7 separate regions of the Mus musculus genome follow, and regions 1, 2, 3, 4, 6 and 7 are each linked to region 5. The links are chromatin contacts, called in public HiChIP or PLAC-seq and promoter capture Hi-C maps. All regions are on one chromosome and are shown on one strand. The core of a region is the stretch at or near the end of the contact, and the rest is flanking DNA. Distances in the headings are between cores, read along the strand shown.

Region 1 (3,262 bases), core at 504-3,003, 380 kb after region 5:
GGCTGAGAAATCAGGATTTGAATAATACAAGGATAATCTTTACACAGCGTACAATAACATTATGCCTGCAATATACTGTACCCACATGAAAATTTCTTCACATATATACATATAGTACTGTCTAGATTAAACACCTAGAAGAACATGCAGTGTTTACCTTTATAAAACTAAGTAATATCAATATCATACATACTATGTCAGTCCATTTCTTAGTAAAATTTGTGATTACAGTATCTTAGATCCAAAGAGCATCTCTCTCTCTCTCTCTCTCTCTCTCTGTAATAAATATTTATATTTACCAAATTGTTTTCCATTAATATTTTCATGGATATCTATGTTGATTCTGGTTGTTTACTGTTGGGAATAAAGAGCAATAAACATGGGGGCACAAATACACCTACATACAGCAAATTATCAGGTTCTCTGAGTATAACCACAGGATTGAATTAGTAGTGAGAGTGCAGAGACTGGTTCCATTCGGTTGAGGTCATTATGGGAATTAATCTGTAAGGTTCCAGTGTTTATTTCAGCACCCATAGTCTATGCTTCTGTACTCTTAGAGGCTACTTTGGGTCTGTGTTCCACAGTGGAGTAGACTCCACTGCAGCTGATGTTTTAGTACCTGCCTTTAGTTCACAGGATCTAAGGAATGGCCAAGGCATTGACTCCATGTGATCCCCTGGCTGTTTTGTGAGCAGTCCCATGTACACTGATTTCTGAGGGCTCTCAGAAAGAAATCCTAGTTGCAGGTGAGGGTGGATACCAATTTAAAATGTTTGTGCTCTGTATACTCTTGTTTCTACAGTACAACTCAAAGCCTTTGCATTTATGTCTCAACTACATACAACAAGTTGGAGAAATGACTGGATGTGTGACCTGCTTTTATTACAGACACCTTTCTACCAACAGATCAACAGTAGTAGTCTCTGTTGGACATAGGTAGCCTGTTAGCTGGTTTTAATCAATGCCTCCTTGGGCTGCTTGTTGATCTCCTTTCCAATGTCTGAGAGTCTGGGGCATTAACTCGGGACAAGAGATTTAGAGGAATGTTAGATAGACACTTGCTTGGGTGTGGCTTGGGAATGTCAAATTTTATCTTCAGAGTCAACCTCCTTGGCCTGCTCAAACAGCATGTGTTCCTGTATATGTAATATTAGCAATGCCCTGGAGGAATTATTTCTATATATTCGAAAAGTAGAAACACAAACAACAGTATACAAGTTTGTTGGGGCAGAAACCAAGCCAGCTTTGTACCGCAAGTCCATTTGTCAAAAGTTACTGAGGAGCTAGGAGCATAGTCAGGCACACCAAGGTTGGTTTCAAACATCCTTTTATAAAGTTACGTTTCCTTCCCACGTAGGTTAGTGTATTGCTTTGTTATTTTAACGAACTACTAAGTCAACGTTTTTTGTTTTTTTGTTTTTTTCAAGAAGTAGTAATATTAAACTTACAACTAGAAATGACTTGTAAGCCATATGTTTCTGTCAAAGGCTCGACTCATATCCGTACATCTCCGATGTGGTTCTGGGGTCCGAAACCAAATGGGGTCGCATTACCCATAGCTTTTCTGCAGAAAAGGCTTCCTCCTTCAACCTTCTACTTTGTGTTACCATCCACGTACCTCTCCAAACAGTAGAAGTCACCCACCCTGGGTTCTGGGATTTCCTTCGCACAGACTTCTGGGAGATGTAGTCCGCACCGCTGTGACCACTGGGAGCCTTCCAGGAAATCCCCTTCTGACTTCAGGTTTGTACTTGTGCCTCTTCCTCAAAGTTGGGCGGAAATCCTATGCGGCTATCTATTCCAGTTGTCTCTGACAAGAAGGTTGGTCCAGTCAGCAGCGTTGCTTGGGGCTCTGTGCGGGGTCTGTGTCAGGGAGGTTGGTTCAAGGAAGCAGCATAGACTGGGGTGGGTGCCAGAGCAGGGCTCTGTCTTGGAGGGAGCGCTTCTGGGCTGGGTGGGAGGGCGGAAGCAGCTGCCAGGACTTGCTGTGCTGAACTGGCTGGGACCGCTGAGGCTGCAGTTTTGGAGTGAGGGGACTGGCCTTTTGGGATTGTGTCCTGAGTGAAGGTTTCCTTTAGAACACCGAGAGCAGCCCGAGTCTGCCTTGGTTCTCTGGTACACTGGAGCAGCTTGGTAGTGGGGGACTAGATTGCAAACTAATGGTGATGAGCTGACTACCTGCTCCTGAGAGAGTGCCAGAGCCCACAGACCTGCATTGCTGGAAACGCGCATTCCTGGCTGCCCCCATCTCACCTGGATGCTGCCAGAGTCCTTTGTGTCTTTAGAGTAAAAGGGTTTCTGGTCCCCGTGTACTCTGTAGCCAGCTTATAGCAATGGCCTTGAGGTCTGACTGTGTTCACTTTTCTCTGCCAGTAAAGAATTAAGAGAGGAAAAATCCGAGGTACTACAGGTGTCGTTTAGGGGAATTCTGGGACACTGCCAACAGATCTGCCTGAATGCACTGAAAATCTTGGACTAGGGTTGAAGAAACGCATGGAGTGGATACACTGGCAGGAATGTCTACAAGGCAGAGTGGGATCGAGACGAGCTCACATCATGTTTCACCTTGAGGGCTGTATTTTCTAAACTTTTGAAAGGACCTCCATCCCTACTTTACAGTTGAGAGTTTTAAAAAAAGAGATAATGTCCGCTTGGCCCACAATGGTTCCGGTCAACATGACATTATCAGGGCTTGGACTTGTTGAAGAAGTTTATGAACATTGTGTATATTTCTGCCAGTGTTTCTGTTATCTTGTAGCTTTGCTGCCCATGGTAATATGAGGTATAAAAGGGCGGTGAATAATAAACTTGAGGCTGCTGTGGTATTGACCAGCAGTCCTCCCAAGTCTATTTCTTGGCTCTGCATCTTTTTTCGGCCTCTCCTGTCTTTAATCCTCACTCCACACTCAGAGACTCTTTGACACTTGGCACAACCTAGGAGTTGCTGCTTCATGATCTGTGTTGTATGTATTTTAAGCACTGTGTAGTATAGACAGGCTGGTAGGGAATGGGGAGTCTGTATTGTTTGGAACCTGATCAGGAATCCATCGTTCTCTTTGCCTCTCTCTCATGTTTACTTCCCATCAATGTCCTGTTAATCTTTAGATCTGCCCGACTCTCTGAAAATTTATCTCTGATTGTCACTGACAGGAGATGCAAGAGTTCTTAAAACATCTGCGCTGTCCTTTCTGTTGCTCTAGACTTCCTCTAGGATGGGCTTCCATTGAGTGGAATGTAACCATCGAGCTCCCAGTTATTG
Region 2 (3,258 bases), core at 82-2,581, 300 kb after region 5:
GGCAGAACTATACTAACTTATCCCCAGCTAGGAGACCGTTGGTTATCTGCAGTTTCTCCTGGTCACGTGGTTCAGCTCCATCTTAGCTGCTGCTTCCTCCTCTCCTGTCATCTCTCCCTCCCCATCTCTCGCTCTCCAAGATCTCCTCTCTCACCTTTCCTCTCCACGGCCCAATCACAGGCTTTTGCTTTTATTGACCAGTAAATGGGGAGAAGATTCACAGGAGAGCACCTGAGTACTTGATCCACCACTCTCCCGGGGGCCACCCCTCTTGAGGATGCAGAATTAACATGAAAATTCAAACAACATCAGGACAACCCACAACACTTACATAAGCTAAAGGTTGAAAATATGGACAAAGGATCTGCGATGGATCTGGGCGATCTTTACTGATAAACAACAGAGAGGAGGACTTTAAAATTGTTCGATACTCCGGAGGCAGAGGCAGGCAGATTTCTGAGTTTGAGGCCAGCCTGGTCTACAAAGTGAGTTCCAGGACAGCCAGGTCTAAACAGAGAAACCCTGTCTCGAAAAATCTAAATAAATAAATAAAATTGTTCGATGATTTAGTCTGTTTCTCTTGACTAACCTCCGACACGAATGGATTCCAATATTCACATGAAAACGATTTCCTGCAGTGGCTTGTGATCTGTGTACGGCTTGTAGTTGATTTCTAGAAGAGCCATTGCACAGGGCATCCAGAGTGATGGCGCTTAAGCCTTGTGGTGATCTCCTGTAAATAATCCGTGATTGTTACCTAAAATCCATGGCATTGTCTTCTTTGGGAATATCAAAAGCTTAGCATAACCTCAGTTATAAAACAATCCTGGTAAACCCGACACATTGGCTGTCAGTCCATCAGAAGCTGATTCCCCGGCGGCTTTTGCTAAAGCTTATCACATCCTGGAGTGTCTCTATCTCTTACCATCTTGGTAACTCAGTACACTGACAAATATTCACACAGGGTGTCAATACAGGAGAACGCGGCTCACTTAAGTATGTGCAGTACTGGGTATTAAGCCAAAGCCTTGAGGCAGTTTCCTCAAATAGCTGTAAATTTCACCGGAAATGAAGAAATTAAGAACTTTGCCAAGAAAATCCTCTGCCCCTTTAAGCTGGACCACAGAAACTGAGGAATGCACTCGGCTCGTTAGAACTGGGCTCAGTTCGTGGCCTCCATGCTTCTTAACTAGGCGACACTAACTAGGTGACAGACATCAATGCAGAAATCCAGGACCATTTTGTAGTACAACTCACTCTCCTAAGACTCCTGCAACGCCATCGCACAGACTTGTGGGAAATGTAGTCTGTAGCACGGTGACGTCACAGATCGGTACTTTGGTAAACAAGAGTTCAGCTTTTGGTAAGCATGTGCGGCTCTTATCCAAAGCTGGGCCAGACTCTGGTCCTGCTGTGCTCTCCCGTTGGATCTCTGACATGGAGGTTGGTCCAGGGTTCAGTCACCCCAGGGTCTGTGCGGGGTGCATAGGTCCGGAGGGAACAGGGACCGGGTGGAATGGAAGCTGGGAGGAGCTGATTTGGAGGAGCTTTCTGGACAGGGCTGGTGAGAGGGCGCTGCGGGGGTTAGTGGGACTGACCTCTGTTTAGACCGACAGAATTCAAGGAATGGAGAAGCTTGTAAGTTCAAGGATTGCCTAGGCAATGTTGGCTGGGTGAAGGTCTTTGCCTGGTCATGGTGATTCTGGGCGTTCACTTTCCAGCTTTCTGGTGGAAGTATTAGCTGGGTCACTCTCACGTGGATGTTACTGGATCGCTCAGTATGTTTAGATAAGAGGAGATCTGGTCCTTTCTGTACTTTATGGCTGTCTGTTACGGAGTTCAGGACCACTGAGAAAGATCACCAAATAAAACTAGGAATTAAAAGGTAAAAAACAAACCAACGAAACAAAACTGCTTTATTTAGAGCCACAATCTCCTTTGCCAGTTTGAGAACTGCTGCAAAAGGGTAGACAGGGGTTGGAATTCTTTAAGTCACAAAACACAGTTGTCTCAACTTGGGATGGTCTGCTTCATAAGGCATTATATTTTTTGTTTGTTTTCTGAGCAAGCACAGCTAAGAGAGATTAAAAAAAGCAGAATGCATGTCCGGTTACTATTGTTTGCTGTTTGTTTTTGTTGCTGTGTTGTACAACGCTCAGTTGGAAATGGAGCTAGTCTTTAATTCATCGCACATGCAGTTATTCTTGTCTTGCTTTGAGGTGACAGAACTTGCTAGGTTCCAGGGTCAGAGTCCTGAAGGGAGCATTGGTGTACGTGATATTTATCCCACTTTCTTTGAAATGAATTGTGGATTTAAAGAAGATTCACTTGGAATAGGAATCCCTCATGGAGGCTGTTCAGTTCCTCACTTGAAAGTAGCTTGACACCCATGTTTGCTAAAAGGATATTGAGCTGTTTCTCTTTTTTTTTTTTTTTTTTTTTTTGGTTTTTTCGAGACAGGGTTTCTCTGTATAGCCCTGGCTGTCCTGGAGCTCACTTTGTAGACCAGGCTGGCCTCGAACTCAGAAATCCGCCTGCCTCTGCCTCCCGAGTGCTGGGATTAAAGCCGTGCGCCACCACGCCCGGCTTGAGCTGTTTCTCAATGGAGGATTAATTAAAATCTTCCTAAGAAAGACAGATTTTAAAAAATTGCCTCCAGGGTTAGGAACCTTAGAGGTTGTAAAGCATGGGATTGTAAAATCTGTCACAAGGTGTTAACAAAGGACACCAGAGGTGCCCTCACTGTAAGATTGCACACACACTGCCTGTTTCAGTTCCTGACCCTTGGTCAAACTCTTTCGTAAATGTACAGTTCAGATTTGTGGATTTTGTGAATGAGCTGTCTGTCCTGACTGACAAACCTGTTGAACCAAACATCTGTATTTACAATAAATTCTCTGGGCTTTCAGATATTGTGGCTTCTCTGTTCTCTCCTATCTGAGAGACTGGAAGTCTGGCCCTGCTGTGAAAATTTTTTTTTTCCTTCAACATCTCAATGTTAGCTTCTGGTTTTCAACTTCATAACAAAATGTCTACCACTCTGAACTGAATCCTCACACTAAGGCTCCCAAAGGGAGGCAGAACAATGCCATCACAGGATACTCTGAGCTTTGTTCCAGCAAGGTTAATCCTACAGTGCTGAGTGAAAAATAATAGAAGCTACCAACTCTCCTGTTCCACCCGAGACTGTGAAGTTGAGAGCGTGTGAACCCCTTCCGGGATGGAGACATGAGCTGGTGTGAGGACTGATGTGGGCTT
Region 3 (3,222 bases), core at 501-3,000, 470 kb after region 5:
CATCCTCACGGATGAACACATCTCATGTGAATGACTACCCTCTTACAAATGTGTGCATGAAAAGACACAAACATACATGTATACATATACCATACACACAACTAATTTAAGCTTACCCTTGACTAGCTTACAAATAAATAAGACTCAGACTATGGTTATTTCCATTGGCTTTGACAATTACTGGGGAGGGCAGCCCTCATTTATTCTTCTAACTGCTATCCTGGTGTCCTCCTTTCTTCCCGATGGTATACCCCAGATACTTGCTGTTTCTCATGGCCATGTCTCATCTTTGAGACATGGCATCTTTGTCCTCTTTCCCCATTCTTCCTCCTTTTCCTGGTCTCTCTTCCTTCTCTCTCTCTTCTCGACCCTCTACCAGGTAACTCAAAACCCACCTACCTGTAATTTCTCCAGTAATTGGCTGTAGCCAATTTGATTTAACTAATAGTATTAAATCAAGGAACAAGGTTTGCACAACAGAACCTTGTAAATGTGAGAAGTCTGTGGTAGGCTTAGATCTTCGGGTATAGAATTTAGCATTACATACATAGCAACAGACCAGACCTCAACACATAACACATATTGGAAAACTAGCTATGCTGAGAAATAATAACTTTTGTGGCTTCTGACAATGCCCTTCACTGCAGCATTCAGGAGGAGGACAGACCAGTCATGATGCTTGCCAATCAAGCACAGGTACACACACGTACTGCTCCTTGCCTCTAGTTTCTCTGAGTGAGCAAATGATCTGCATCTCTGGATAAACATACTCCTGAAAAAGAATAGGGACTCTGCACAGTCTTTGCGCTGAAACGGGTTCCTTTTGGATCATTAGGATTCCGGGAAGTATGAAGCCTTTTCTGTAATGGAGTTTGTAACTTTGACTCAAGTATGAACTACACAGGAATAAACCTTCCCATGAAAAGGTAGGGATTCTCAATCCTGCATGTTTCCAGTGTAACTTCTTTATTACAGTGACTTATTTGACAGTAATATGAACATATATCTGATACCTTTGTATTCAAGGAGAAAACACTCAAGTGTTCTATTTAGAAGGGAGGGAAGTTCAAGACAGATAACACTAATGTTCAAATATTTTCAAATATGACCGATGACAGGATCAGTGCAGAGACAGGAAAATCAATAAGAAACATCAAACCTAAGGCAAAGGGAAATCCTGTAAGTGCACAATGGCTCGACAGTCAGTACACACACCATTGTGATCCCAGGAACTCTGCCCCTCCCCTTGGGAGACAGGAAAGCCTGTACTAAGAAAACATCTGCTGGTGACTAGATTTGATCTCCAATTCTTCTATCTTAAGCGACTAAGATGGTTTCAATAGAATCGTAAAGAGATAATGCTCACTCCTACATTAACTTCCTGCTTCCACATTCTTAAATAAAGCAGATCATGAAAGCATGAATTTTTCATTCGTGAATGATTCTATACATAGATCAGAGTTGTAGCAGAGATAACATGGAAACGTGATGAACGTGATTACTGTGAAAGGCTCATCTTACAGGCAAACATTTCGTGCCATGACCAAGGATTTTAAAAGAGCCCAAATTCCATGTGCATGCCCATGTGCAGCTGCTCTCAGTGGACTGTAATCCAGGCAGTGTACAAAAGCTCTTCAGTGGGTTCCCGGAAGTCCTTCCAACTGACTTGTGGGAAATGTAGTCCCATCGCCTGTGACGTCATCAGAAAGAGCTGTCAGCAACAAAATTCCGTATTCTTTCTTCAAACTTCGCTTCTTCTCAAATTTGTGCAGCTGTCCTGTTGAGCGCTGCATTTGGATTTCTGCCATGGAGGTTGGTGCAGGGAACAGCACCATCTTGCAGATCTGAAGGACTGTGCAGGGTGGCGGATAGGGCACAGAGAGTGCCAACTTGGGCTTGTGAGACAGGAAGCTGCTGACCTTGAGGTGCTGTGCTGACCTAGGCTGGGCCACTGTCCCTGGGCACAGGTTTGAAGAGGAGAAGGTTGGAAACAGCAGGATGGCAAGGGCAGGCAGGGTCTGCTCACTGCCTGTGCCTGAGATGCTGACGGGAGCTCACGCATCTTTGCTGGGGAAACGTGCTCTGCCTAGCTGACGGGTTCTCCTGTGGTGGTTGTCAGATTCTTAGGACATACAGAACACGTGGACATCTAGCGCCCCATATACTTTATGTCCTAGAGATTACTCCTGGTTTGAGCTCACACAGCTTCCCAAAGGTCCTAGTGTCTAGGGACAGAGAGTCCTGTGACGGTGATTGTTGTGTGGGTTGTTAGTTACTTTTCCTTTGGAATGAATTGTTAGATTTATGGATGCCTTGGTTAGAGTGGGAATTTCCAATAGACATCTCTGTGACTTGAATCATCACAATACATGGCTATGTAGCCACAGAATAATCTTGTAATTGGTATGAACCTATGTTTGCCCAATCCAGATAATTATGGATTTTGCACATCAAATTAAAATCGCTAGACAGCAGTACCTCAACGGTTCTGAGTATGTGTTCTGTCCAAATTTGGACTTCTTTTCAGATGAGAGACGACTTGGTGTGATGAGAGATTGCTGGGTGGGGCTGGAAAGTCTGAAAGGGAAGAGGAAAATGGCTCTGCTCATCTGCCAGGCTCTGTAAATTGTTCTCTAATCTGCCAGGCTCTGTACATTGCTCTCTAATCTGCCAGGCTCTGTACATTGTACTATGTTTTCTTATCACATGATTTTCTTCTGTCTCTTCACATTGTCAGCAGCGTCTGAACTGTCCTAAATTTAACTGTCTTAAATATTAAATTTTCTGTCCCTCAATGTGACATTCAGGTTTACTGAGGCACCTTTAATAGTTTTAGGAAGAATTCCCCAAGTTTTTCAACTGCTTTGGAACAGCTGGAATATAAATTTGGAAAGCTGTTATACATTTGGGGTCTAATGATTTTTCACATAGGTTCCTGTCTATGCATAGTTCTCCTCCTGAAGGGTTAAGAGAATAGTTTAGTCCAGAGCCATTTGAATAGCCTTGATCTGAGAACACAGATTTACTTTAATCCAAATTCTATGCTCCAACATGGAATCAGTTTCATGGTTTTACAGAACAAAGAATGTCATTAACCAAGGAAAATTTAAAATACTTTGGTGTGAGTCGATAGAAGCATGTACTACGATATATGGGAGATATTCTATTCACCTAAGATACCATCTGCTGAGATTTTAGCTTTTGGATTCATAGAAACTTATG
Region 4 (3,130 bases), core at 478-2,977, 420 kb after region 5:
GCATGTAGCAGACACAAACATAGATGTACACATATACATGTGTAATATAACCAATTTAAGGTTACGCCTTACAAATAAACTCAATTCGGATTAGGGTTATTTCATTTGGCTTTGACAATTACTGAGCTGCAACCCTTAATCTACTCTTCTAACTGCTGTCCTGGCTGCCTTCCCAGTGGAAGTTGCAGTTTCTCCTGGCCACATGCTCATGGTCCGTCTGCTCCAGGGCAGCTTCGTCCTTTTTTTCCCATTCCTCCTCCTTGTCCTGGTGTCTCTTCCTTCTCTCTCTTCTCCACCTCCTACCAGCTAACTCAAAACTCACCTGCCTCAAATCCCTCCAGTAATTGGCTGTAGCCAATTTGATTTATCCAGTAGTTTTAAATCAAGGAACAAGGTTTACACAACAGAACCTTGTAAATGTGAGAAGTCAGTAGAGAGTCTAGACCTTTGAGTAGAGAATTTAGCATAACAAAACATAGCAACACACCGAACCTCAACACATACACATATTAGAAAACTTGCTATGCTCAGAAATTCTGTCCTTGTGGTTGCTGACAATGCCTTCCACTGCAATATTCAGGAGGAGGACAGACCACTCATGACCTCATTCTAAACAGACATGCCAATCAAGTGTCCAGGTGAATGTACTGCTTCTTGACTCTAGTTTCTCTAAATCGAGGAAGGTGTTCTGCATCCATAGGTAAACACACTCCCTGACAAAGAACTCAATAGGGACTCTGCACAGTCTTTGCTCTGAAACAGCTTCCTTTTGAATCATAATATATCAGGGAAGTATGAAGCCTTTTCTGCAATGGGGTTTGTAACTTTGACTCAAGCTTGAACTTCACAGGAATAAACCTTCCCAAGAAGAGATGGGAATTCTCAATATTGTATGTTTCCAGTGTAACTTCTTTAATATACCGACCTCATTTGGCAATGCTATGAACATATTTCTGATACCTTTGTATTCAAGAAGGAATTATCTCGGTGTTCTGCTTCGGAGAAATAACGGAAGTTCAAGGCGGATACCACTGATGTTCAAATATTGCCAAATATGAACGATGACAGGCTCACATGAGAGACGGAGAATTCAATACGGAACATCAAACCTAACACAGGCAGAAATCCTATAATACAAAATGGACCAAGAGTTAGGACATACACCACTGCGATCCCAGGAGCTCTGCTCCTCCTCTTGGGAGAGATGCAGAGGAAAGCAAGTGCTCAGAAAATACCTGATGGTTGCTGGCTTTGAATTCTAAGTCTTTTGTCTTAAGCACCTGATATGCTGCGTAGCAGGCAGGGTCACCAAGGATGGTTTCAAGAGCACCTTAAATTAGCTCTTGCTTCCATATTTTTAAGTAAAGCAAGTCATGAAAGTGCGAGTTTTCCATGTGGTAGTAAGATAGTTTAAAATCACGGTGTTCTAGCAGAAATAACTAAGAAACCTGATAAACATCACTGTGAAAGGGTCGACTCACAGGCTAACATTGCGTGCTGGGACCACAGAACTTTAAATGAATCCAAATGCCCTGTGACTGCCCAAGTGCAGAAGACTGTTTCTTCCCAACTTCAAGGAATCACAGTCAGGATACCAGCAGGTGAACAACCCAGTTCTGTGGGTTCATGGAAGTTCTTCGCACTGATTTGTGGGAAATGTAGTCCGGATGCCTGTGACGTCATCAGAAGGCTGGCCGTTGCTATCAAACTTCCGCATTTGATTTTCAAACTTAACTTCTCCCCAGAGTTAGGCGTCTGTCCTGTTGAAACCTTCGTTTGGATCTCTGACATGGAGGTTGGTGCAGGGAACACCGCAACCTTGCAGATCTGAGGGACTGTGCAGGGTGGCGTATCGGGCACGGAAGGAGCTTATCTGGGCTTGTTATGAGACAGGGCAAGCTGCTGACCTGGAGATGTTGTGCTGACCTAGGCTAGGGAAGAAAGTTGGAAACAACAGGATGGCAAGGGCAGGCTGGGTCTGCTGACTGCTTATTTCTGAGATGCTGAAAGGAGCGCACTCATCTTTACTGGGGAAATATGCTCTGCCTAGCTGACCCGTTCTCACGTGGCTGTAGTCAGATTCTCAGGAGATTTAGAACACTTGGACATCTAGCGCCTCCTATACTCTGTGTTCTATCTAGTACTGGAGTTTGACTTCACAAATCTTCCTAAAGTTCCTAGTGCCAGGGACAAAGAGTCCCGTGAGGGTGATTGTTGTGTGGAATGTTAGTTCCTTTTCCTTTGGAATAAAGTGTTAGATTTATGGATGCCTCGGGTTGAATAAGAACTCAGGATGTATAATCCTGTACCTGAATCACCACAATACATGGCTGTATAGCCACAGAGTAGTCCTGTAATTGATATGAACCAGTGTTTGCACAATCCAAATAATTATGAATTTTGCCCTTCTGCTAAAAAAAAAAAACACTAGACAATAATACTCAACAATTCTTAGTATGTGTTCTGTCCAAAATTTGGACTCCTTCTCAGATATGAGAGATGACTTGGTGAGATGAGAGAAATGGAACTCATGATCTCTGGAAGGGACTGGAATGTCTCTGAAAGAGAAAGGAGATGGCCCTCCTCTGGTCACATGATTTTCTTCTGTCTGTTCACATTATCAGAAATATCTAAATTCTCTTAAATGCACTCTGTCCCTGTATCTGGCACCCAGCTTTACTGCTGCTCACTGGACATTTCTAGAATGATTTCCTCATGTTTTCCTGTGGTTGTAAGAAAAATTCAGAAAGCTCTGGCACACTTGGGGTCTTATAATTTTCACATAGGTTCCTGTCCATGCAAAATGCAGTTCTCCTCTTAAAGGGTTAAGAGACAGTTTAGTCAGCCTTTTGAGTGGCCATTATCTGAGAATACAGACTTAGGTTAATCCAAATTCTGTGCTTCAACACAAGGCAGTTTCATGGTTTTACAGAACAGAGAATGTCATTAACCAAGGAAAATTTAAAATACATTGGTGTGTGTCTCATAGAGTCATCGGAGATATTCTATTTACCTAAGATACCATCTGATGAGGTTTTAGCTTTTGGACTGATAGAATTTCATGTTCTGCCTTGTCAGTGGATTCTGAGAGGTTTTTTATCTATTGTCACAAGCTGTGTGGTCCACTATA
Region 5 (3,080 bases), core at 46-2,545:
GGCTGGCTTCATTAAGGTGCTTACAAGGTGCCAGTCACAGGGCCCTGAGTGATCAGAGCTCCTCAATTCCATCTTTTTGTCTCTCTGACACACTGTAAGTACTTGGGTGAGTTTGTCTAGAACTGTTTGGGGAGGGTTAGGGAACCTAGATGCCACATTCTTCGATAAGAGTTGGTTTAGGTGAGTTTAGACACTGCAGATGATATGCAAAGACAGAACAGCTGGCCATTAAAGAGCGATGAAGACCGACCTCTTAGGATGCAGTATTATTTCCTCCCCCAGAGACATTTCAGCCCCCTCTCACCTGTAACCAACAGCCCTGTACCCACGCCTATTCTCACACCAATTTGTTTCTCCATTTTGAAAAGGAGTCCAAACGCAGTCTCCGAAGGTACTGGCTGATCTATTATTTTCTAGTACTTTTCACTCTACACTACAGAGTGAACTACTTGGTTGACACAAAACTCAAATCTTTCCCTTTAAGGGACTATTCTGCCCTCATTCATATAGGAGTGTTAGTCTTGGGGTTGACGTCACAACAGTGATCGCGAAGGACTTCTATTCAAAATAGTTCATAAATCTAACAGTTCATTACCAAGAAAATGGAACCAACATTCCAAACACCAACCGCCCTCCCAAAACTCCCTTCACTTGCAAATAAACAAGGTTATGAACTTTTGTCAACTCCAAGAGTCCTGGGCCAGCTATAAAGTAAAGAAAGCACCACACACCCAGTTGGTTCTAGATTTCCTGAGAAATCTGACTACAACCATGTGAGCCTGAGTCAGCTAGAGAGCAGAGTTTCCCCAGCCAAGCAGGAGAGTGCGCTCCCAGTCATAGCCTCAGGCTGTCATCAGACACCAGTCAGGGTGAAACCTGCCAGGACTTCCAGCAGTTCTCACTCCTGGGTCCTGAGCCAGCTCTCCTGCGCAGGGTGGACTCCAGCAGTAGCCTCGTGCAAGCAAAACGGTCACTCTCAGAGCCGACCCCATTGCCCTTTCCGCAGCTCTGACCTGGATCCAACGTGGGGTTGGTCCAGCCTAGGTCAGCACAGCACCCCCAAGTCCGCTTCTTCCCACCTCCCATCCACAAACCCTCGCCATCCATTCCGGACCCATCACCACGCGGACCCTCACGCCTGCAGGGCAGCGTTGCACCCTGGACGAACCTCCATGTGAGAGATGCAAACCGAGTACTGAGCAAGACCTTTTTCTTGCTCAACTTTGGGAAAGATGCAACTATGCAGACCGAGAGTAGAAACGTGGTTTCCTGACTGGCTCCTTGTGACGTCATATGGGCAAGACTACATTTCCCACAACTCTATGCGAAAGAAATCCCTTAGAGTGTAAGGGGTTGGGAGGAAGCAGTCAGTTTGTGTCCTGGTACAACCACAGGGAGCCAGTTGGCTTTTAAAATGCTAAATTTAAACCGGGCAGTGGTGGCGGCGCTAGCTTTTAATCCCAGCACTTGGGAGGCAGAGACAGGCTCTGAGTTCGAGGCTAGCCTGGTCTATGGAGTGAGTTCCAGGACAGCCAGGGCTACACAGAGAGGGGGGGGAAATGCTGAATTCAGTACAGGACACGTTTAAATGTAAATTGAGCCTTTGGCAGTAACCTTTAATAGGTTTGCAACTTATTTCTGTTCAATATGTTGCGATTTAAACTCAAAAGTGTACTTATTATGGAATCTTCTACATGTAAAGTTCACACTGATTCAATATTACTATAAAATAACTATATGTGACCTTCCTTGTAGTCGAACTGCTCAGGAACTTAAGACAGGAGGATCCCAAATCCAAGGCTAACCTGGGCCAAATAAAGAGACCTTGTTTCAAAATACAATGTACAAGTAGGGTTAGGGAGCAAGGGGTAAAGCCCTTGACTACAGTGGAGGCTTGGCTTAATACCAAGCATTACATATGCATAACTACTCCTTGTTCACCTGTGTGAGCCATACATGGATAAGACTCCACAACTGGATAACGTTTTCATGTGAACACTGGAAACTTCCATACAGTGAAGGGCATGGATCAGGGACACAGCTGTTTTAAATCATTGGACAAAGTTAAACATCCAGCTCTCTGATGTTAACTTACGAAGAAATCCTGAATTTATCTCAGGATCTTTTTTTGGTCTGTCTGTAAGTAGAGTGCACACATGTTCATCCACTAATTTGTGCTATACAAGAGCTTCATCCTCTTCTACCTGGTTTTTCATGAATGCAGGCAAGTATTGTTGGGGACAAGAAAAGAAACGTATTCTAAGTACTATGACGATTTCACTTTCAGATTTCATTAAATTCTAGAGAGAAACTAAATTCATAGTTCCAGGCCCTAGGGGAGCTGGGGACTTCCGTATAGCTGAATAGCTTCTGTTTTAAACAGTTGTCTGAGTCCAGCCATCTCAAGGGCAACTTCTCCATCTTGCTGGCAGGGTCATACAAGTTCATGTTCCCAGGCCCGTAAAGAACAGCTATCACTCACTTTTCCAAATGTTTTCTTAATTTGTTAACAGCTGTGTGTGTGTGTGTGTGTGTGTGTGTAGAGAGAGAGAGATTGCTATTATTTAAACCATGGTTTTACACACACACATATATACTACATACAGCTGACCCAGTCCTTTGTCTCCTTAGCACTCTAAGCTCCTAACCACTCCAGACCTAATGTCTAGGAGAACGAATTAAGGACCTTGAAGCCAAGTGCCCTGGATACCGCCCAGTCTCCAATGGTACTCCTTTGTTTAACCCATAATGTCAAAATACAATTGGTTAAAAGTGCAGCTCCCCTCCCCTGGTCCCCCCTGTTTTGTGTTCCCATCCTTTAAAAATGTTGTTCAAACTCCCTTTGGGAGGCAGTTCAGATTCCAAAGTGACTGCCTCCTCGAGGCTCTGAAAATAAAGCTTCATTTTTTAAGTTTTCATATCTGAAGTGAGTTTTCTCAGCTTCCACCCCAAACCCAACAGTATTCACTAGCAGGTGTGCTAGGAGCTCATGCTTACTTCCCCTGCTCCTCTCCCAAGTGGAGGGACACAGTTCCAGGGATCATACTGTGTGTGCAATGACTCCTGTTCCATCATCGATT
Region 6 (3,111 bases), core at 486-2,985, 360 kb after region 5:
TAACAGTGAGAAATATAAGAATAGCAAAAGGTGTTAAGCAAATTTCCATCGAGGGCAGTGGGGGGGTCTTCCGGCTTGACCAAGCACTGCACTTTGTCAACCATCTCCTTCAGCACACTTGGCATCACCATGGAACCATGTATGCTATCATGGGTGTAAAATAATAAACATTCTTACTCAGCTATGAACCTTGGAGTATAGTAAGGAAGATGAGCCTCCTGTTGCAATGGTGGCCTGATATTATTGGAGTAACCAGTCATCTTCTAATTGTATTTAAAGAGCATCCCACAGGCTGTATCTAATAACAGGTGGTGATGATGTGCAGGATAGGGCATAGTCTCCGGAATAGCTCCGGGGCCTCTCAGCAGGTAGCAGTATCTTGAAGAGGAACAGAGACACTGGCTGAACAATAGAGTGATCTAGGGAGGAAGGCTCCACCCTAGGTAATCTCCCTAGTGGCAGCAAGGTCAAGTTCTGGCTCAGCCAGCTTCAGGCTGAGGGAAGGTTATAGTTTTCTACCCAGAGATCCAGGCACCTCTCAAAATCTGTCAGAAAATATGAATTGTGTGGTAGATGGAGAATAACACACAAGCTCACATTTCCTGAAAGTGCAAGGAATATACCCTGTGGATGCACTGACCTAAGTGGGACACCGACATCACACCCCTAGTGCCAAACCTCAAGGATCCATGAGGGAGAAGTGATAGCCACAAGATAGTCAGAGCCAGGTATAGTGATGTCTACAGTGAAACAGCATTGGCCAGATATGTCACTGCCATTGCCTGCATGAACCCACTGTGGTTAATAAGTATGTGGACATCTGTAGAAGCTAAAACCAATCATAAAGCATGCATGGATGAGTGAGAGCCTTGTTATAACACACCCTGACTGGAGCAGCTATTGGCTATTGATCGCTTCTGTGCCTTTGTAAGTCTGCTGCTTTGCAATAAAGTTGAGCCTGGATCAGAACTTTTGTTTTGGCGGTTCCCAGACTCTCATTCAAGGTACCTACTTTGACTGATAGTCGGACTACACCAAACTGCTTTACCACGTATCTGTCTAAGTTTTGTTTTGTATTTACGTTTTCCTCTTATTTAGAAAGAAGGTGTACTTAAATTGTCCATTACAGCCTTGGATCCATTTGTCAGTAACCTCTGAGAAGCTAGGAGCGTAATCAGGCACACCAAGGCTGAGTTGAAAATCCCTTTTTAAAAGATAATTTTCATCTCTACATCAGCGTAGTGCTTCATTATTTTTTTAAAGTACAACTGAGTCAACATGATGTTTTTCCGGGGGTAGTAAGATTAAAATCAGAACACGTGGACCAGAAAGGACTTGTAAGCCTAATATTTCTGTGAAAGGCTCTACTCACATCCATACACCTCTTGTTGTGGCTGTGGAGTTGAAAACTGTAAAGAACACATGGCCTCAGAAGGCATTCTTCCCGATGCTGTAAACTGCACCGCGAGTGCAGCCTCTGTGCAGGCGGGCAGGGGCAGCTTACAGCATCGGGGAAAATGCCTTCTGAGGCCATGTATTCTTTACAAAAACCATCCTGACTCCCCGTGGTTGTCATAGGAACTCTGCATTTTCCTTCCACACTCTACTGCAGGTTTCCAAGAAGAAATCCAGGAACAGTAGAAGTTGCCCTACCTGGACTCCAGGAAGTTCTTCTCGCAATCCAGTACCCACGTGACTCCGACGTCACAAGCAAATCCCACCCGGCTTTTGGTCAACACTCGTCAATCTTCCCGAAAGTTGGACTGGAGTCCTGTGATGCTGAAGATTCCTGTAGCATCTCTGACTTAGAGGTTGGTCGGGGGAGCAGCGTAGCTTGGGGAGCTGGGTTCCGTCTCAGAGGGAGCGGACCTAGGCTAGGTGGGAGGGCGGAAGAAGCTGCATGGACTTGCCGCGCTGAACGGGCTGGGACAGGTGAGGTTGCAGGGCAGGGTAGGGGACTGGGTGTTTGGGATTGTGAAGGATTCTTTGGAACACTGCGTGCAGCCCGAGTCTACACCGGAGCAGGTAGGTAGCGGGGGAGTGGATAATAGTGCAAGTGCAAGAATTGCAAGCTAATAGTGGTAAGCTGACTACCTGCTCCTGTAATACCTGCTCTGCTGGGAAGCACACTAACCTGGTGCCCCATTCTCACCTGGCTGCTGTGAGATTCCTCAGTAAATGGGTTTTCTGGTTCCTCCGGCACTCCGTAGCCGGCCTATTGTAATGGTTTTGATTATATTCATTTTCTCTGCCATTTAAAGAATTAAGAATGATTTAAATACATATATATGATTTGCAACCGGTGGCATGTTGGGAAATTCTGTAACACAGAAGGGAGATCTGCCAGAAGGACCCGCTATAGAGAAGCTTTGACTAGGGCTGAGACAGCACACATAGTCAACACATGGAGGGAAAGACTACAAAGCAGAGTGCCAACCAGGGAGGCTGAAGCCTGTTTCACCTTGCGGGCTGCTTTTCTCAAACCTTTGAAAAGTCCCCCATCCCTAATTTAGGGTTGAGTAATTTGGGGGTGGTGGTGGTGGTAAGACAGGATGTTTGGTTAGCCCACAATGCTTGCCTCACCACGTCTTCATCTGGGCTAAATTGTTGAGCTAGTCCATGATCAGGGGGAAAATCTCACGTGGCCTTGTTTTAGGGGGCCAGGCTTTTGTGTCAGGTCAGCAGGGTGAGGAAGAGCTCACAGACCTGTGTGTATTCACGTGATTTAGAGAAAACAGGCCTGTGATCAAAAGAAGCTTGAGCCTTCTGTGAGGCACATTCCTGTTATCTCTGCATTTGTGAGGGGGAGGGGCAGGACCCTCTGGACATCCCCTGCTTGATAGCAAATTCAAGGCCAATGTAAGCTGCCTCAATCTGTGTCAGAAAACATTTAATCATGCTTGATGGACGTGAGAAATACTCTCTATGATTCATTCCATGTCTTCCAGTGAGAGCCGTGGAAAACCCCTGCAATCAACACTTTGGTGTCTTACAAAGTACACATGCTTCCCTTCTGCCGACCCAATCCATGTGGGATTCAAACTTTGTTTTCACTAACATGCTCTTGTTAAAGATGGTACATTTGGGTGATTAGTTGTTTGGATTTACTGT
Region 7 (3,162 bases), core at 21-2,520, 330 kb after region 5:
GCTGCCTTGGGCTGTATGGTTGCGAACCTGTGGTTCTGTATGCTTCAGGAGTCTCAGGTTTGATGAAGGTGGGCAGATATGTGGCAGGAGAATGGAGGACCTCTCGGATGGCGGGCTGCTCCAGCAGCTTGGCTTGCCCCAGAGGACTCAGATAGCAGGGAAGAAGGGTTGGGGAAGGGAACCTTACCTGTGGTTCAGGAGTCTGATGGAGGTGAAGGAGAGGTGGCAGGAGAGTGGAGGTTCCCTGGGTAGTAGGCTGCTCAGAGCAGCTTGGTTTGGCCCAGAAGGGATTCTGTTATTTCCAAGGAAAACTGCCAATATAACATACTATTTCCCTCTCTCCTCCTCCTTTTTTTTTGGGACAGTCCCAGTACAGGCCTCTGGCTCTCCTAGAACTAGAGTTTCTCCTGTCTCTGCCTCCCAAGTGATTGAAGGCATATCCATAACATCTGGCAAGTTCCTTTTGTCTATTTTTCTATTTTTTTTTTGCAAGCTTAAGTAACATTTTATAATATGTAGAATGAAGATTAAAATAAACATATTGATGAGCAACAACTTGTAAACTTAACAAACAAAACATGGAAAGGCTTGATTCACAAATATCTTCTGTGATGAATCTGGATATTTCTGGTTTTGTTGTTCTTTGTTTTGTTTTGAGACAGGGTTTCACTGTGTAGCCCTGGCAGGCCAGGGACTCACTGTAAACAAGGCAGCCTGGAACTCAGAGGTGCCTGAATTTGCTTGCAGTGAGCTGGGATTAAAGACACCGCAGGCTGTGAATCTTGAATGTCAAAAGCAGCCTGAGTCCCTGCTTTTGCTCTTTGTCCTCTGTGAGGAAACTTTATTGTGTGCCGGGCACCCGCTCTTAAATTACTAAAAGATAAGTTCCTGGCAACTTCCCTCCTCCAGAAAATTGTAAAACTCTTTTGAAATGATTAACGCATGGTCTGGTTTCTGCAAACTAGCTTATTGCCACTTAACTGGCAGTGAGGTGGTTCCTCAAATAGCTGTAAACTCCACGGAAATTAAGGAATTAAGAACTTTACAGTGAAAATCCGGAAAAGCGGCACCTTACATAAACATTCGGCTCGTTAGAACTGGACACAGTTCATGGTCTCCTTGTTTCCTAAGTAGGTGACACTACATTGCAGACACACATCAATGTAGAAATCCAGGACCTTTAAATAATACAACTCACTCTCCTAGGACTCCTGCAACGCCATCGCACAGACTTGTGGGAAATGTAGTCTGCAGCACGGTGACGTCACAGGTCTGCACTTTTAGTAAACAGTTCATCTTTTAGTAAGCATGTGCGGCTCTTATCCAAAGCTGGGCCAGACTCTGGTCCTGCTGTGCTCTCCCGTTGGATCTCTGACATGGAGGTTGGTCCAGGGTTCAGTCATCCCAGGGTCTGTGCGGGGTGCATAGTTCCGGAAGGAACAGGGACCGGATGGAATGGGAGCTGGGAAGAGCTGATTTGGAGGAGCTTTCTGGACAGGGCTGGTGAGAGGGCGCTGCGGGGGTTGGTGGGACTGACCCCTGCGTTAGACTGACAGAAATCAAGGAATGGAGAAGCTTGTAAGTTCAAGGATTGCCTGGGCAGTGTTGGCTGGGTGAAGGTCTTTGCCTGGGCATGGTGATTCTGGGCGTACACTTTCCAGCTTTCTGGTGGAAGCATTAGCTGGGTCACTCTCACGTGGATATTACTGGATCTGTCAGTAAGTTTAGTTAAGAGGAGATCTGGTCCTTTCTGTACTTTATGGCTGTCTGTCACGGAGTTCAAGACCACTGAAAAAAACTCCGAACAAAACTAGGAATTATGAGATAAAACCAGCCGGGCGGTGCTGGCGCACGCCTTTAATCCCAGAACTTGGGAAGCAGAGGCAGGCGGATTTCTGAGTTCGTGGCCAGCCTGATCTACAAAGTGAGTTCCAGGACGGCCAGGGCTACACAGAAAAACCCTGTCTCGAAAAACAAAACACAAAAACACACAGAGAAAGAGAGAGAGAGAGAGGGAGAGGGGGAGGGGGAGGGGGAGAGGGAGAGGAGAGAAGAGAGGAGAGAGAACCAAACAAAAAACAACCCAAACTGCTTTATTTAGAGCCACAATCTCCTTTGCCAGTTTGAGAACTGCTGCAAAAGGGAAGATAGGGGTTGGAATTTTTAAAGGCACACACCACAAGTATCTCAACTCTGGGGATTTTCTGCTATGTGGGTTTTTTTTTTTTTCTTTTTTTGGTTTTTTGTTTGCTGTTTGTTTTTGTTGCTGTGTTGTACAACAGCTTAGTTGGAAATGGAGCTAGCTTTTAACTATCACACATGCAATAACTCTTGTCTTGCTTTGAGGTGACAGAAATTGCTAGGTTCCAGGGTCAGAGTTTTGCGTACTGGAGATTGAGGTGTGTGATGTTTCCTCCACTTACCTGGAAATGAATTGTGAATTTACAGATGGTTCACTTGGATTAGGAATCTCTCGTGGAAAGTGTTTAATTCCTCACTTGAAATGACACAGATGTTTTCTGAAAGGATATTGAGCTGTTTCTCAGTGGAGGATGAACTAAAATCTCCCTAAGTAAAACAAGAGATAAAACTTTTGCCTCAGAGGTTGTAAGCCTGAGATCGAAAAACCTGTCACAAGGTGTTAACAAAGGACACCAGAGGTGCCCTCGTGTTAACACTGCACACACGCTGCCTGTTTCAGTTGGTCAAACTCTTTTGTAAATGTACAGTTCTGATTTATAGGTTTTGTGTACATATTGTCTGTCCAGAATGACTAACCTACTGTTGAACCAAACATCTATGTTCCCCAATAAATTCTCTGTGTTTCTGGATGTCATAGCCTCTTCAGTCTCTCCTAGCTGAGAGACTGTAAGTCTGGCCCTGCTGTGAAGAAGATTTTTTTTTTCCCTTCAACATCTCAGTGTTAGATCCTGGTTTTCAACATCATAACAAGAATGTCTACTGATCCTTACATTAACATCCCCATCGGAGGGCATAACAATGCCATCACAGGAGACTCTGAGAGTTGCATTGCCATAGCAAGCCTACATGTGGAGTGAAAAATAATAGAAACTACCAACTCTCCCTATTCCATCCAGGATGGTGATGTGAGTGTGTGAACCCCTTTCAGGATGGAGACATGAGCTGGTGTGAGGCCTGATG

The links. Promoter capture Hi-C pulls out the DNA fragments that hold promoters and counts their contacts. HiChIP or PLAC-seq counts read pairs in DNA pulled down with a chosen protein or histone mark. Capture Hi-C pulls out chosen DNA fragments and counts their contacts.
Region 1: an H3K4me3 HiChIP or PLAC-seq map of stem cell-derived neural progenitor cells shows a contact between it and region 5, with 8 times the contacts expected there. The contact joins the promoter of Zfp429 here to the promoter of Zfp493 in region 5. A contact is called at or near these places in 10 of 39 promoter capture datasets (the 3T3-L1 cell line, the C10 cell line, cranial neural crest and 5 more), 2 of 484 Hi-C or Micro-C datasets (Th1 cells and liver), 2 of 115 datasets of contacts at active chromatin or transcription factors (embryonic stem cells and stem cell-derived neural progenitor cells) and 3 of 9 other capture datasets (adipose tissue, liver and macrophages).
Region 2: a promoter capture Hi-C map of liver shows a contact between it and region 5, with 2.5 times the contacts expected there. The contact joins the promoter of Zfp874b here to the promoter of Zfp493 in region 5. A contact is called at or near these places in 20 of 39 promoter capture datasets (the 3T3-L1 cell line, 3T3-L1-derived adipocytes, the C10 cell line and 12 more), 3 of 484 Hi-C or Micro-C datasets (the G1E-ER4 cell line and embryonic stem cells), 3 of 115 datasets of contacts at active chromatin or transcription factors (double positive thymocytes, effector CD8 T cells and memory CD8 T cells) and 4 of 9 other capture datasets (adipose tissue, liver, macrophages and 1 more).
Region 3: a contact with region 5 is called in a promoter capture Hi-C map of adipose tissue. The contact joins the promoter of Zfp457 here to the promoter of Zfp493 in region 5. A contact is called at or near these places in 11 of 39 promoter capture datasets (the C10 cell line, the HPC-7 cell line, HPC-7-derived erythroid cells and 7 more), 1 of 484 Hi-C or Micro-C datasets (muscle stem cells), 2 of 115 datasets of contacts at active chromatin or transcription factors (bone marrow-derived macrophages and embryonic stem cells) and 3 of 9 other capture datasets (adipose tissue, liver and macrophages).
Region 4: a contact with region 5 is called in a promoter capture Hi-C map of liver, with 3 times the contacts expected there. The contact joins the promoter of Zfp953 here to the promoter of Zfp493 in region 5. A contact is called at or near these places in 13 of 39 promoter capture datasets (the 3T3-L1 cell line, the C10 cell line, the HPC-7 cell line and 9 more), 1 of 484 Hi-C or Micro-C datasets (CD4 T cells), 2 of 115 datasets of contacts at active chromatin or transcription factors (both in bone marrow-derived macrophages) and 3 of 9 other capture datasets (adipose tissue, liver and macrophages).
Region 6: a contact with region 5 is called in a promoter capture Hi-C map of liver. The contact joins the promoter of Zfp459 here to the promoter of Zfp493 in region 5. A contact is called at or near these places in 6 of 39 promoter capture datasets (the HPC-7 cell line, cranial neural crest, embryonic stem cells and 3 more), 1 of 484 Hi-C or Micro-C datasets (embryonic stem cells) and 3 of 9 other capture datasets (adipose tissue, liver and macrophages).
Region 7: a contact with region 5 is called in a promoter capture Hi-C map of liver. The contact joins the promoter of Zfp874a here to the promoter of Zfp493 in region 5. A contact is called at or near these places in 7 of 39 promoter capture datasets (the C10 cell line, the HPC-7 cell line, cranial neural crest and 4 more), 2 of 484 Hi-C or Micro-C datasets (CD4 T cells and muscle stem cells), 2 of 115 datasets of contacts at active chromatin or transcription factors (fibro-adipogenic progenitors and large pre-B cells) and 3 of 9 other capture datasets (adipose tissue, liver and pancreatic islet).

Annotation. Positions count from the first base shown.
Region 1 is chr13:67,398,258-67,401,519 of GRCm38.p6, reverse strand. Zfp429 (zinc finger protein 429) reads left to right here and starts at 1,753. Exons shown (of 4, transcript NM_001080941.1): 1 at 1,753-1,824. The coding sequence starts at 1,789.
Region 2 is chr13:67,482,326-67,485,583 of GRCm38.p6, reverse strand. It overlaps Zfp874b (zinc finger protein 874b), which reads left to right and starts at 1,331. Exons shown (of 4, transcript NM_001076791.2): 1 at 1,331-1,443. The coding sequence starts at 1,438.
Region 3 is chr13:67,304,940-67,308,161 of GRCm38.p6, reverse strand. It overlaps Zfp457 (zinc finger protein 457), which reads left to right and starts at 1,750. Exons shown (of 4, transcript NM_001003666.2): 1 at 1,750-1,812. The coding sequence starts at 1,807.
Region 4 is chr13:67,359,169-67,362,298 of GRCm38.p6, reverse strand. It overlaps Zfp953 (zinc finger protein 953), which reads left to right and starts at 1,727. Exons shown (of 4, transcript NM_001038651.3): 1 at 1,727-1,795. The coding sequence starts at 1,790. It overlaps Gm17039 (predicted gene 17039), which reads right to left and starts at 1,634. Exons shown (of 2, transcript NR_167764.1): 1 at 1,236-1,634; 2 at 1-1,127.
Region 5 is chr13:67,777,908-67,780,987 of GRCm38.p6, reverse strand. Zfp493 (zinc finger protein 493) reads right to left here and starts at 1,295. Exons shown (of 4, transcript NM_028402.2): 1 at 1,169-1,295. The coding sequence starts at 1,174.
Region 6 is chr13:67,420,042-67,423,152 of GRCm38.p6, reverse strand. Zfp459 (zinc finger protein 459) reads left to right here and starts at 1,735. Exons shown (of 4, transcript NM_177811.4): 1 at 1,735-1,811. Gm33787 (a long non-coding RNA gene) reads right to left here and starts at 1,710. Exons shown (of 2, transcript XR_382593.2): 1 at 1,654-1,710.
Region 7 is chr13:67,449,732-67,452,893 of GRCm38.p6, reverse strand. It overlaps Zfp874a (zinc finger protein 874a), which reads left to right and starts at 1,270. Exons shown (of 4, transcript NM_177712.4): 1 at 1,270-1,382. The coding sequence starts at 1,377.